Regions from separate parts of the Xenopus tropicalis genome. Here region 2 is linked to region 1. The links are chromatin contacts, called in public Hi-C maps. All regions are on one chromosome and are shown on one strand. Each heading gives the region's core, a stretch centred on a gene start, on an enhancer-like site or on the middle of the called end of the contact. The rest is flanking DNA. Distances are from core to core; before and after follow the strand shown. Region 1 overlaps agap1 (arf-GAP with GTPase, ANK repeat and PH domain-containing protein 1). Region 2 holds the start of gbx2.2 (gastrulation brain homeobox 2, gene 2).

The links. A called contact is a pair of places that touch in the nucleus more often than the background predicts.
Region 2: a Hi-C map of neurula embryo shows a contact between it and region 1, with 2.1 times the contacts expected there. The contact joins the promoter of gbx2.2 here to the enhancer-like site in region 1. A contact is called at or near these places in 2 of 5 Hi-C or Micro-C datasets (gastrula embryo and neurula embryo).

Annotation. Positions count from the first base shown.
Region 1 is chr9:59,777,511-59,783,324 of UCB_Xtro_10.0, reverse strand. The region is part of intron 18 of agap1 (arf-GAP with GTPase, ANK repeat and PH domain-containing protein 1); the gene reads right to left. Among named protein-coding and RNA genes, the nearest start is that of gbx2.1, 49 kb to the left of the region's middle. Within about 2 kb of position 1,609, at least 5 of the 11 cell types and tissues checked have an H3K27ac peak or open chromatin away from gene starts, as enhancers often do. A contact at or near this core is called in neurula embryo, where this site is marked.
Region 2 is chr9:59,830,639-59,836,674 of UCB_Xtro_10.0, reverse strand. It overlaps gbx2.2 (gastrulation brain homeobox 2, gene 2), which reads right to left and starts at 1,790. Exons shown (of 2, transcript NM_001011472.1): 1 at 670-1,790. The coding sequence starts at 1,174.

The DNA of each region.
Region 1 (5,814 bases), core at 360-2,859:
GTAGGAAGGAGGTCCCTGCCTGTAGAGCTTACAATCTAAGTGGTTGGGTAACATACAGGCACAAGTTGGGAGGTAAAAGTGCACTAGGTATGGGCATGTGCCCTTAAGTGCAGGACTAGGCACAATAATGCTTTAGTGCTCCAAAAGGTAACAGCTGAGTCTTATCTTAAAAAGTGGGTGGGTGAGTGTTCTCTATGGAGGGATTCAGGGATAGAGTTCCAGAGGTAAGGAGCAGTGAGATAGAAAGGTTTAAGACGAGAAAGCGCAGTGGATGTGGAAGGTGTAAAAAGACGAAGGCTCTGAGAGGAGCGGAGGAGACGACCAGGAACGCACTCTACTCTGTGTAAAGGCACACCATAGCTTCCAGCTTACCTAGAAATCACAACAATACATGTGGCCAATAAACATTGTTGAGGGCAGTTTATTGGCCCTGCTTATCTGATACCTGGATGAAAAAACTGGATTTGATGACAAAATCAGGAAAAATTATCCTTGGTTGGCAAGCTTGTCAAATAACCCAAATCTTACAGTCTATGCCTAGTTAAACTAGTCCTAACCAGCAGATCAGAAAGGTCTTGTGTATGGGAAAAGAGTCTCTGCCCTATATAGAACCCATAGCAGCCAATAAGATGCTTGCATACATAATCCCAACTGTACCTGACTTACAGTGCAAAAGCATACCGGTGAAGTAAAAATGTTGCCTCGTTAATATAAAATCTGATTTGCCACAGGGGAATCTGTTTTGGCACGGGAGTCCTGCCTAAGCTCCTGTAAGCCACAATGCTTTTAAATTGCCCAATGCCTTATTAACCAGGCATGACAATCCCATTATTTCCCCTTACACTCAGTTACAGATACAACTATTCTGAATCTTGTCTCACTTGGCACTGATACCTGCTCTTCAATTCAACAACCGTAAATTCTTGTTGCGGCTGTAGCTACAAACACAGAAACGACTGTGCACACAGTCAGCCTTGGCTGAGTGGTTAAAAGGAATTATTTTACACAATGATTCTGAACTGTTTTGCATTTCACCACTACATGTCATAAATGCATCAAGATCCTTGCGTGAAATAACTTTTTTTTTTTCGGCATGCGCTCATTTCTGCAAGGAAGTTTGGTTTGTTCCTTCCCTAGCTATGGGTTTGGGACACTGAACCACCAATGTGGTGCGGTGACTGCATTCTGCTTTATGATTCTTCCTTTAAATCAAAGCACATAAAGTGCTTTAAATCCTTTAGTAATGAGCTAAACTCGATACAGTGAATTATTGTATCAAGTTTAAGTGACCAGCACAGTTAACTTTGAGTTGTGCCTTTTATTTCAGGTTAACTATCCCTACTGTCTGTCTCAGTCAGCAAGCATCGAAGTTAAATACAAGAGTTAACCTGTGGGGGAATAGTAGGTGTGAGGTGTTCTTGTTACAGGATAGGGCAGGTAGAGAAGTAACCTATGGCTGTTGATAGGAGAGAGAATTCTGGTAGGGAGGAATGTAACCCCAGCACCACCACAGCAAACTGGAGAAGGGAGGAAGAAGAGGAGCTGGAGACAATGTAGCCGAGGGAGGCAGGGGAAGCGGTCTCTCTGCAGGGGGAGAGCACACTGTATGGCACAGGAAGTGCTTAGCAGATGGCTGGCTGGAGGCCGCATGCTTTCCCAGTCAGGCTGGGTTGCCAAGGATGGAGGAAGCAGAGAGGGGATAGGAATGGATGGGGGTGGTGTACATGCAACAGTGAGCTGGGAGGAAATGAGATCCTAAAAGAAAATGTATATGCAGAAGTCATATGCACAGTCTGTGTGACATGTTACCTAGCGCAGGCACTCTCAGGCAATAATCAAGTCATCCTCAGTTCAGTCCCACTTACCTAAGCACCACCAAGCCTCCAAATCAAAAGGTTACCCCACTACCTTCTTCATACAATCCAATGTGTAAGGCTTCTCCCTGGAAAACTTATTGTAACACAGCGCCACCCAGTTACATTGGTCTCTATCTAAAAGCCTCTCTATCTGTACACAAACTCTCTGTATACAAACTCTAACTTCCCTTTCAGTCTATACCCTTGTTGGATGCACGTTGCTGGGCCAATCAGTACTCTAGGTACAAGTCTTGTTAATAATCAAACCAAGACCATATTTGCTCTAATGACCAAGATGTCTAATACTAATGCTGTGTGGTAGTGTGAGCCAGCAAGAATGAGGCCTATCATGGAATATCTGATGAGAATGATGGCCTACAGGGGTATCTGATGGGAGGCTGTGTAATGCATGTGTAAGGTTCCAGTAGTACAGGGTTAACGTGTAATAAGCCGGTGCCTTCACAGGAGTGATGCATTGGCTGGCCTCCAGCATTGTGAAGCAGCACACTTACCGAGCATACAGAAAGGTGGGAGGAAGCGCTGGATTTATGCACTAACAGGGACCAGGCACATAAATATCCCAGAGCTACAGGATCAATAGGATCAGTGTTTTGCCAACCTGCAGAATGTTTTATGGAACTGGGAGAACAGCAGCAACATTGATGATTAAATAAAACCAATCTATTAGGCTTATTACAAGACGTGTGATCCTCAAGGGTCTGCTGAACATGCACACACGAGGCCACACACTACAGCCCTCCGCGTGCCATAGGTCAGCGCATACACTCGCCCTAGGTCTCAAGGCTAAATCCATAATTTGCTATTAGATTACAAGCGCAATACTACCCTATGGATGTATGTACTCTTCTAGGAATATCTGAAAGGCTTTGGCTTCAGAGGGTAGTGGATGCTGAGAACAAACTTCCAGATGACAACTAAAGCTGTAAAGTTGAAAAGTTATCATAAATAATTGTGCACTTGGCCTACTTACTGGCCTAAATCTGACGACATATTCTAATGGTCAAACCTCTGAAAGCTTATCATATCTGTGGTGACTTTCCTTCAGGTAACACTTCTGGTAACACTGCCAGAAATCGACAATATTATTAATAGGATCCATTATCCAAAAACCCATTATCCAGAAAGCTGTGAATAACTGGGGAAGGCCATCTCCTACAGACTCCATTTTACTCAAATAATTCAAATTTTTTAAAATGATTTCCTATTTCTCTGTAATAATAAAGAAGTACATTGTACTCGATCCTAGTTAATATATAATTAATCCTTAATTGAGGCAAAACAATCTTATTTTGTTTTATTTAATTACCCCTTATCCAGAAAACCTCAGCTCCTGAGAATTCTGGATTACAGACATGGGTATTGGATCTATTGAGCTGTTATGCAGACATATCCTATAACCAGAAAGTCCATTAACTATAGTATATAGGTTAAATACACAATACTTCATTTTTAAATAATTGTATATGACAGTGCATAATACATTAAGGCAATTTCCACACACTGCAATACTCATGTAAAGCAGCTAGGGGGAAAGAAAAAAGAAATCCAACATAGCACAGACTGTTGACAGCACAAATGGGAAAAAGAGACCTTTAAGTTAACTTTTAGTATGTTATAGAATGGCCAGTCTTTAGCAAATTTTCTATTGGTCTTAATTTTTCTAATTATTTTTAAATAACCAACTTTCCTCTTCATACTCCTTCCAGCTTTCAAAAGTGGGTCACTGACACTGGCAGAGAAAAACTATTGCTTTGAGGCTACAGCTGAAGTTACTTTTTATTACTTATTTTTCTAACTATATAGACCCACTCCTATTTATATTCCATTTTCTCATTCAAACCATAGTCTGGTTGCTAGGGTAATTTGGACCCTAGGAACCATATAGCTGCTAAAATTACAAACTTGAGAGTGGCTGAATATAAAGCTAAATCATTCAAAAACTACAAATAATAAAACATAAAGACCAATTGCAAATTGTTTCAGAATAGTACTCTCTACAATACACTAAAAGTAAATTAAAAGGTGAACAACCCCTTTAAAGGATGCCACAAGCCCAACAAGACCTTGATTATCCTGAAGTGTGATGGGTATCTTTGTCCTGAGGCTATTCCGGGCTTGGAATATAAACTACTGTTTTTATGCTACGGGTTATTTACCCTAGCAACCAGGCAGTTGTTTGGGAATCAGACTTGAGTATAAATGCCTGAATATAAACATAAGGACTATACAATAGTAAGAATATGTTTAAATTTAGTTTCAAAATGTCTGCCCTAAAAATCTGGCTGTAAAGAGGAAAATAAAAATTGAAGAATAAACTTGCCCTTTAAAACACATACACATAAATAGGTTACTAACGTACCCTGAAAATTTAGCCAGAATTATAACATAGTGCACAAGTGATGCTATTATATGAGAAGGAATTATGTGGGTGCAAAAGACAGACAGATGTAACAAGTCTGCACCACAAGGCTTTCAGTCCACTATTTATGGGGCACATCCCAAAGGTCAAAAGAAGATACTGCAATGTCCTTCATAGACAGGGCCTAATTGCACATGGCAGGCAAGGATGTGGCCTTTGACCTGGTCTCCCGGGCACATGTGGGAGTCACCCTGACATGAAAAAACGCAGCAAGAGCAGAGAATTCTGCTGCCAATTAGAGGAAGCAGAGAATATGATTTCCTAATTAGTGACAAGAATGAAGGGGTGAGAAGCTGGTAATTACCAGGCTGCAGACACTGCACCTTCAGATATTTACACCTCTTGCGACGTGCTTACATTTAGCTCCGTGTGGGTTCCAGCACACAAAGCAAACATGCGGCAGGAAGGTTTGTGCAATTATAAAGTGTGCATGGGGCTCAATGCATTGCATGACACAAGGGTTCATTGGTAATGGGACAGAGAGTGCAACAGCAGCAGAAGAGACCTTGCTTTATGGCACTGGACATGCATTTTTACATGGCTGCAGAGCACACCACAGGGGTGGGAACAGTGTGGGCATCCAGATGTTGCTGAACGTTGTTTCTCAAACCTCCTGATAGCCTTTGGCTTTTGATTGGATACCTGCATCTGTAATTTAGCAGCACCTGTAAATCTGAATATTTCATAAGAAGTTGCAGGGCTAGGACCGATATCTGTTACATATCACTGCAAATATATGGCATGTACTATATTGTGTTACACATCTGAGAGGGACAATGGATGTAGAACTGAAACTGCCACTATACCAGCTCAGATACAGAAGACAGAGGTGGAAAGTGCCAGCATTAATGATCCCCTTTACCCTTACCTGGAATTCATGATACTCTATGGCAGCCATATGCTAAGTGCAATACTATATTTGAAGAATCCTAATTAAACCCGACCCCACATTCTTCTCATACCCCTTTCTCATTTTAGACTGCCACCGTAGCTCTAATGAACAGAGCCCTGTTTATCTCTTATACTTGATTAGTAGCTACAGGTTATATATGTACACTATTCAATTTTACAGTACTACGGAATATGTTGAAGCTTTATAAATAAATACTTACTTACAATCAACCATTATCCAAGCTGCTGAAGCACATACCTAGACAAAAATACCCTTGAGTTTTTGGTGCCTTTGGGTGGTAGCTGTTTTGTGTGTTCACTATTAGATAATAAATAGCCCCCTTTAGCCCCAAAGAATGTTGCTTCCATTTCATTTTCTGCCTTTTGTTGCACCCTTTCTCCCAATCTACTGTTGATGCAGAGCAGCACGGGCGGCTGCGAGGAATCTCTGCAGCATTACTGCGAGAGCAGGAAATTGGGCAGCTCGTTAGAGGAGCATAGAACCAATCAGGACAAAATTATGCAGTCATGTAAGAAATAATATCTATTAGGCTAATTTAATCAGCGCATACTTTACAGATGGATTAGAATGCAGAATCCAATTATATCAGACATTGCGGCTACACT
Region 2 (6,036 bases), core at 541-3,040, 53 kb before region 1:
ATTTTAATTCAGAATGAAATATATTTCCAACAAAAAAAATTAACATTTGCAATATCTGGACAGCAACACAGATAATTTTTCATTAATTGAGTTTTTGTTGTTCTGATATTTTTCAAAGCCCCCACCCCGACATAGAGATCTCAATGCTGGCCCTATGGCTGGTCTCTAGATGTGGTTTTTCTTCTGTGATTGAGCCATATAAATACAGTAGCATGTATGCTGATTGCACTCCTGAGTGGTGTAAATAGGATTAGGGCTAATATTGGGTTTAGTGCCTGTCTGGAAACTCTCTGTGCCTGGAATTAAAGGAACTGAGCATTAGATTGAGTTGTAATCCTGCTGTCAGTTTGCAGAGCTTATCCCAATGATACCCTGCCTCTAAATAAAGCTCCTGAGAACTCCGTCCATGTGTATTTATGTGAGATGCAATTCTTATTTGCACAAGCAATAACTTAAATTGCATCATTAGACATTATGTATATTATCTATCTACCCATCACGCTTAACTATTGTCTATATTGCCTCCATTTCTATGTATTTCTCTTTTTATCTGTATCATATCATCAATATGATGTAGCTGTCAATTAATAATGATAAACTAGTCCCATGCTGCCCAGGTTGGTGCTGCCACCCTGCCCATTCCCAAGGAGTGATAGTTGGGACACTTACCCAGAGAAGCTTCCGAAGCAGAGAAAGGCAGTAAGGTGCCCTCTTTGGTTATGTAGGTCTTGTTACCATCTTCTTCATCAGATTGGCCCCCTTTGCTTTTTTCAAAGGCCCCATGCAGACTTTGAGCTCCAAACTTTCTGACTGCCTTCTGGTGCTGGGCGGAGGCTGAGAATCCCCCTGGCAGAGAAGCCATGAGTGTCGAGGTAAGTGCCATGCCCTGGGCAAGGCTGGAACAGAATGCACTGGGCAGGCTGGGGATCTGGTGGTGGGGATGCGCTGAAGGGAGAGTTGGCTGCAGAGTGGCTTGAGAAAGAGATGGAGGAGGGGGTGGTGGAGGGGGCAAGATCACAGGCCGGTAAGGCATGAACATGGGGTATCCGGTGTACACAAAATGTCCAGGGCTGGGCTGTGGTGGGCTCCCTATCAGTGAGTCTATACTAAAGGCTGTACTGCTGCCCAGGGGACGCTGCATCATCATGAGAGGGGGCTGAAAGGCTGCACTCATATAAGCTACTGGGAGTCAAAGGAAGGCTAAGAAAATGCTCCCAAAGTTGGGCACAAACAACTAGAGCAGCTCTCAGCAGGCACCAGAGCCACAGTCTGCCACAGTTACCATTGGTAGAGTGCCAGTGATTTGGGCAGAAGTGGTGCCAAAGTCAGATATACAAAGCAGTGTTCTATATGGGTTGCAGACTAAACCCTCATTAGGCAAAGGAGGGTCTCCCACTGCTCTCTGGTTTCTCTTGTGTTGAGATTCTTTGGTGACTGCTTCATGGGTCAGATCTGCTTCTCCAAACTTTAGTGAGTCCCTGTATAGTGGGGGGTCTCTCTATTACCCGTCTCTTTCCTGACTGTGCTGCTTCTTCACTGGGTGCTGAGGTCCATTTCTCTCTCTCTGAGTGACAATTTTGCTTTACTTTCTGTTTCCTGGGTGCCTTTTTCTGGGTTCTCTGCATGCACAGCTCCCACTTTCTCCTTCTGTGTTTGGGATGGGGTCTCTCCTCTCTGGCTGTACTGTTAGATCCGTGCTCCTGTCTGTTTGGCGGGACCTTGTCAATTGCAGCCGGTGTAATGGGATCTCCTCTCTTCCTTGGTGACCTGGATGTGCAGCTTCTTCTCTCCCCAGTCTCAGCAGATACAAACTGTGCTCCTATTTCCCATTCACGTTTTGCCAGATTTTAGCACCTTCCCTCGGCTTCCCTGATTGCTATTGGTGGCTGGGCTGGAGGGGGCTTGTCCTGGCAGACCGAGCCCACTTCACACCCCTCGGAGAGAGAGAGAGAGAATCAGGATAAAGTGCAGGGGATGGAGAACAGGGACAGACTTGTGACTCTCTGAGCTCTGTCACTGGCCAGTGATGGGACAAACCCGGGATAATTCTCTCTCACACACTTCCACTCCATCAGCACTGACAGCCGCTATGAATAAAGGCATTTCCTAATTACACAACGATTTAGCCAATCTGTAAACTGGTCCGACTGCACATTCTACTTGCATTGTATGGACTGCACTTAGAGCTTGTGTGGGCTTATGTGTCCTTGTTTCTGCATCTTTATCACAGTATATTTGGGGTAGGGTGTATACTTCTTTATCACAGTATATTTGGGGTAGGGTGTATACTTCTTTATCACAGTATATTTGGGGTAGGGTGTATACTTCTTTATCACAGTATATTTGGGGTAGGGTGTATACTTCTTTATCACAGTATATTTGGGGTAGGGTGTATACTTCTTTATCACAGTATATTTGGGGTAGGGTGTATACTTCTTTATCACAGTATATTTGGGGTAGGGTGTATACTTCTTTATCACAGTATATTTGGGGTAGGGTGTATACTTCTTTATCACAGTATATTTGGGGTAGGGTGTATACTTCTTTATCACAGTATATTTGGGGTAGGGTGTATACTTCTTTATCACAGTATATTTGGGGTAGGGTGTATACTTCTTTATCACAGTATATTTGGGGTAGGGTGTATACTTCTTTATCACAGTATATTTGGGGTAGGGTGTATACTTCTTTATCACAGTATATTTGGGGTAGGGTGTATACTTCTTTATCACAGTATATTTGGGGTAGGGTGTATACTTCTTTATCACAGTATATTTGGGGTAGGGTGTATACTTCTTTATCACAGTATATTTGGCTTAGGGTGTATACAATATACAGAAGAAGGTATTTTCAGCCACTTTGTTGGCCATGGGAGAAGTGATCTTGGGGAATCTAAAAACTACTACACCTGTCATTGCCCTAAAGGGTAACTAAAACCCAGCCTATATATATGTTGCACATGTTCCCAAAAGTAAATAGAAACAGATCTGTATTTTTACCAACAGTATATCCCCATATTTGTTTTTTATTTTAAAGCAAAATGTTGCAATAAACTGCACCCACAAAATGGAAAAGGATGGAACATTGTTCCATTTAGAACTGCCCACACATGCTTCTAATTCTATGCAGGTTTTACAGAATTTGTTTTACTCATAAATACATTTTACTGATTAACATGTCTTGCTTTCTTCTGCATTGGCAGCCTTGGGACAAGTGCTAGAGAGCCGGCCAGAAAAGGGTCCCCCCCGTACAGTATTCCGCTGATTTTTTTACTTCACCATGTCTGTGGTCACCATGTCTATGGTTTCATAAATGAGGCCTCAGTTTTTGGTGGATTTAGCAATGCTTCTTGCTGTTCAGTTCTTTATTAAACAATGCATTTGCCCCAGATCTAGCTCTTCTGTATGTCAGTGTAATGACATATAAAGTAGGTGACTGTGGCTAAAGTGAGTGCAGGGGGGGCAATGTGCCCTTGCAGAGAATGGGCTGGGAAACGGGATGGGGAAAGGAATCTCCTCAGCCCCCCATCCCAACTCATTACTCATCACATCCCCTCCCCTTCTATTAGCACTGGGACAAGTGACAAGGGAATGATCCTGAGCCCGGAACGTATCGATTAACCCAAGACTGTGTCCCTGGAACAGTTTATCAGCGTGGGCAGATGCGCTTACATTCTATTTAACCCAATCTGGTGTCCCAAAGGGAAGAGCAGAATGATATCACAGTGGCATAGCGCAGAAAGACAGGAAGGCAGAGGCTCCATATCCCTAATTAGTAGCATCATTCTTGATGACAGAAACAAATGGGAGAACAAGCATATTCAAACTGAGTTCCCTGTGTAAATCACCAGTTGTTGCCAGCCTTTGTATTGCACAAGCTGTGCCCTAGGGTTGCTAAGAGGGTACCTACTGTACGTAAAATTATTCTGGTCAGGGCCTACAAATCAAAAAGCACAAGCCTGGCCCCCCCATTCCATGAATACACACAGTGCTAATATAAACATTATTATATTAACTGTCTGGTGTCATTTAGAGGTATCATAAGATCTGACACTTCTATTCATGTGTTGCACCACATGTCCTCTAGGTGTCAGTCTCTAACTCTCTTACTATGTATACTTTGAGTGTCACTTAGTTACCCGTTTATGTGGCTAAGCCCTCTGAACTCTGTGAAATTGATTTCCAAGTGTTTATGCTCAATTTTCTTCAGAATGTGGTCCTGCATGCCCCCTGTATACCTGGGAGGAACCTTGAACAGGTTTCATTAAGTGATCCATTATACTTGTCAGTGTCCTCATTGTGTCTGTGTGAGTCTCAGGGTGCCTATGAGTGTGGCCAAGTGACCTTCAATACGGCTGTTGTGTCTGTGAGGTCCCATAATATGCCTATGAATATACACTGAGTTATATTCGATTCCTCAGCTGTGCCTTTGACTCCCCCCCATTGCGTGGCTATGAGTGGGTCAGTCTGTGCCTGTTTGACCCACTCATAGCCACAAAATTGGAGAGTCCAACAGGCACAAATTGACCCACTCATAGCCACACAGTTGGAGAGTCCATCTGTGCCTGTTGGAGTCTCCAATTGTGTGGCTATGAGTGGGTCAATCGGTGCCTGAGTGGGTGATCTTATTGTGCCTCGCTGAGTCTAATGATGTGCTATGAACATGCACTCTGTGCCACTGAATTTGATCCTATGTCTGTGAGTGTGCCCAGGGTGCCAGTAAATGTAGTCACTGTGCCTTGAGTGTTTTCTACTATGTGTGCCCCAGCTGGCATTCAGAGAAATCCCTAGTTTACCAGTGAGATCCCTTAGTGGTTTTTTGTGTTTGCTAGAGTGCATGTTAGTGTTCCCAGTTTGCCCCTAAGTATACTGTGCCATGTTTGACTTTGAACCTCACTACACCTATGAACGCCCTCCAAAATTCTGTAAGTCTTTCAAATATTCCTGTTAATAAGATCTGTGTTACTGTGAGAGTTCCTCTGTGTGATGGTAAGTTTCACCCAATATCTGGACCCCCAATGATCCGTTCCCCCTGACTGGCAATCAGGGGCGGGCCGAGTCGACCGGCCCCCTAGGCAACCTGGTCGCCCACCTCGCCCCTGCACCTGCGTTTTCGCATTGCACCCCACCCCCCCCCGTGTGTTTTGGCGCGCATACGCAGTTCGCATGCGGGGGGGGGTTGCGATGTGAAGCGATAGTTCATTGCCCCTAGGCAATAGAGGCTCCTGCCTGGTGCCCCCCAATCGTTGCGCCCTAGGCAGCTGCCTCTTCCCCCTACCCCTACTTCCGGCCCTGCTGGCAATGTATCCCAGTGTGTTTTTAGGAGTGTACTGCAGAGTGCCTATGACTGTTTTAAGTCTACACCAAATGGTGCCACTGAGCAACCCCACTGTGTATGTGTATGCACCCCAGTAAGCAGGTGTCCCCAGTGTTGATATAAGTGTAGCCCATTGGGCCTGTGAAAGAATGCCCTATTTTGAGCTGGACTGTGCCCAGTGTGCCAGCCTGTGTGGGTGCACAGTGAGTCCCTGATACAGTGTAGTGCCATTTACAAGCACTTGATCTCTCCCAGTTGCTATCTGCTCCTCATTATTTATTACCATTCAAATTGTTTCTATTCTTTTGACATTCAATTTACAAGTTTAGGGACTGTTTTGTCCTCTCCTTTGTCCCGCAGAAAGAATCCATGTTGGAGAAGCTTTGAAAAGCCAAACATGAGAGGCAGGCTGTGAAAAGGGACAGAGCTGGGGGCTTTTGATTCCTGAGGGAGAGTCAATAGTTACTTTACATAATTGCAGAAGAAAGAGATTCAAAGCCAGAATCACAAGCGCCCCCCCTTACCTCCGGGAGTCTATTGGATGCTTTCAGGCTTGCATAAAGGGGGCTGAATAAACTGGGCCAGAAAGATGCTTTGCAACTTGCAGATTGCTGTGTCCAGATGGGGAGATGACACAAACCCCCTTTTGTTGAGAAGGGTAGGGGGGGTACTCTGTTCCCTCCATGCACAGGATACTGCCCAATGACTGTCATTTCCAGG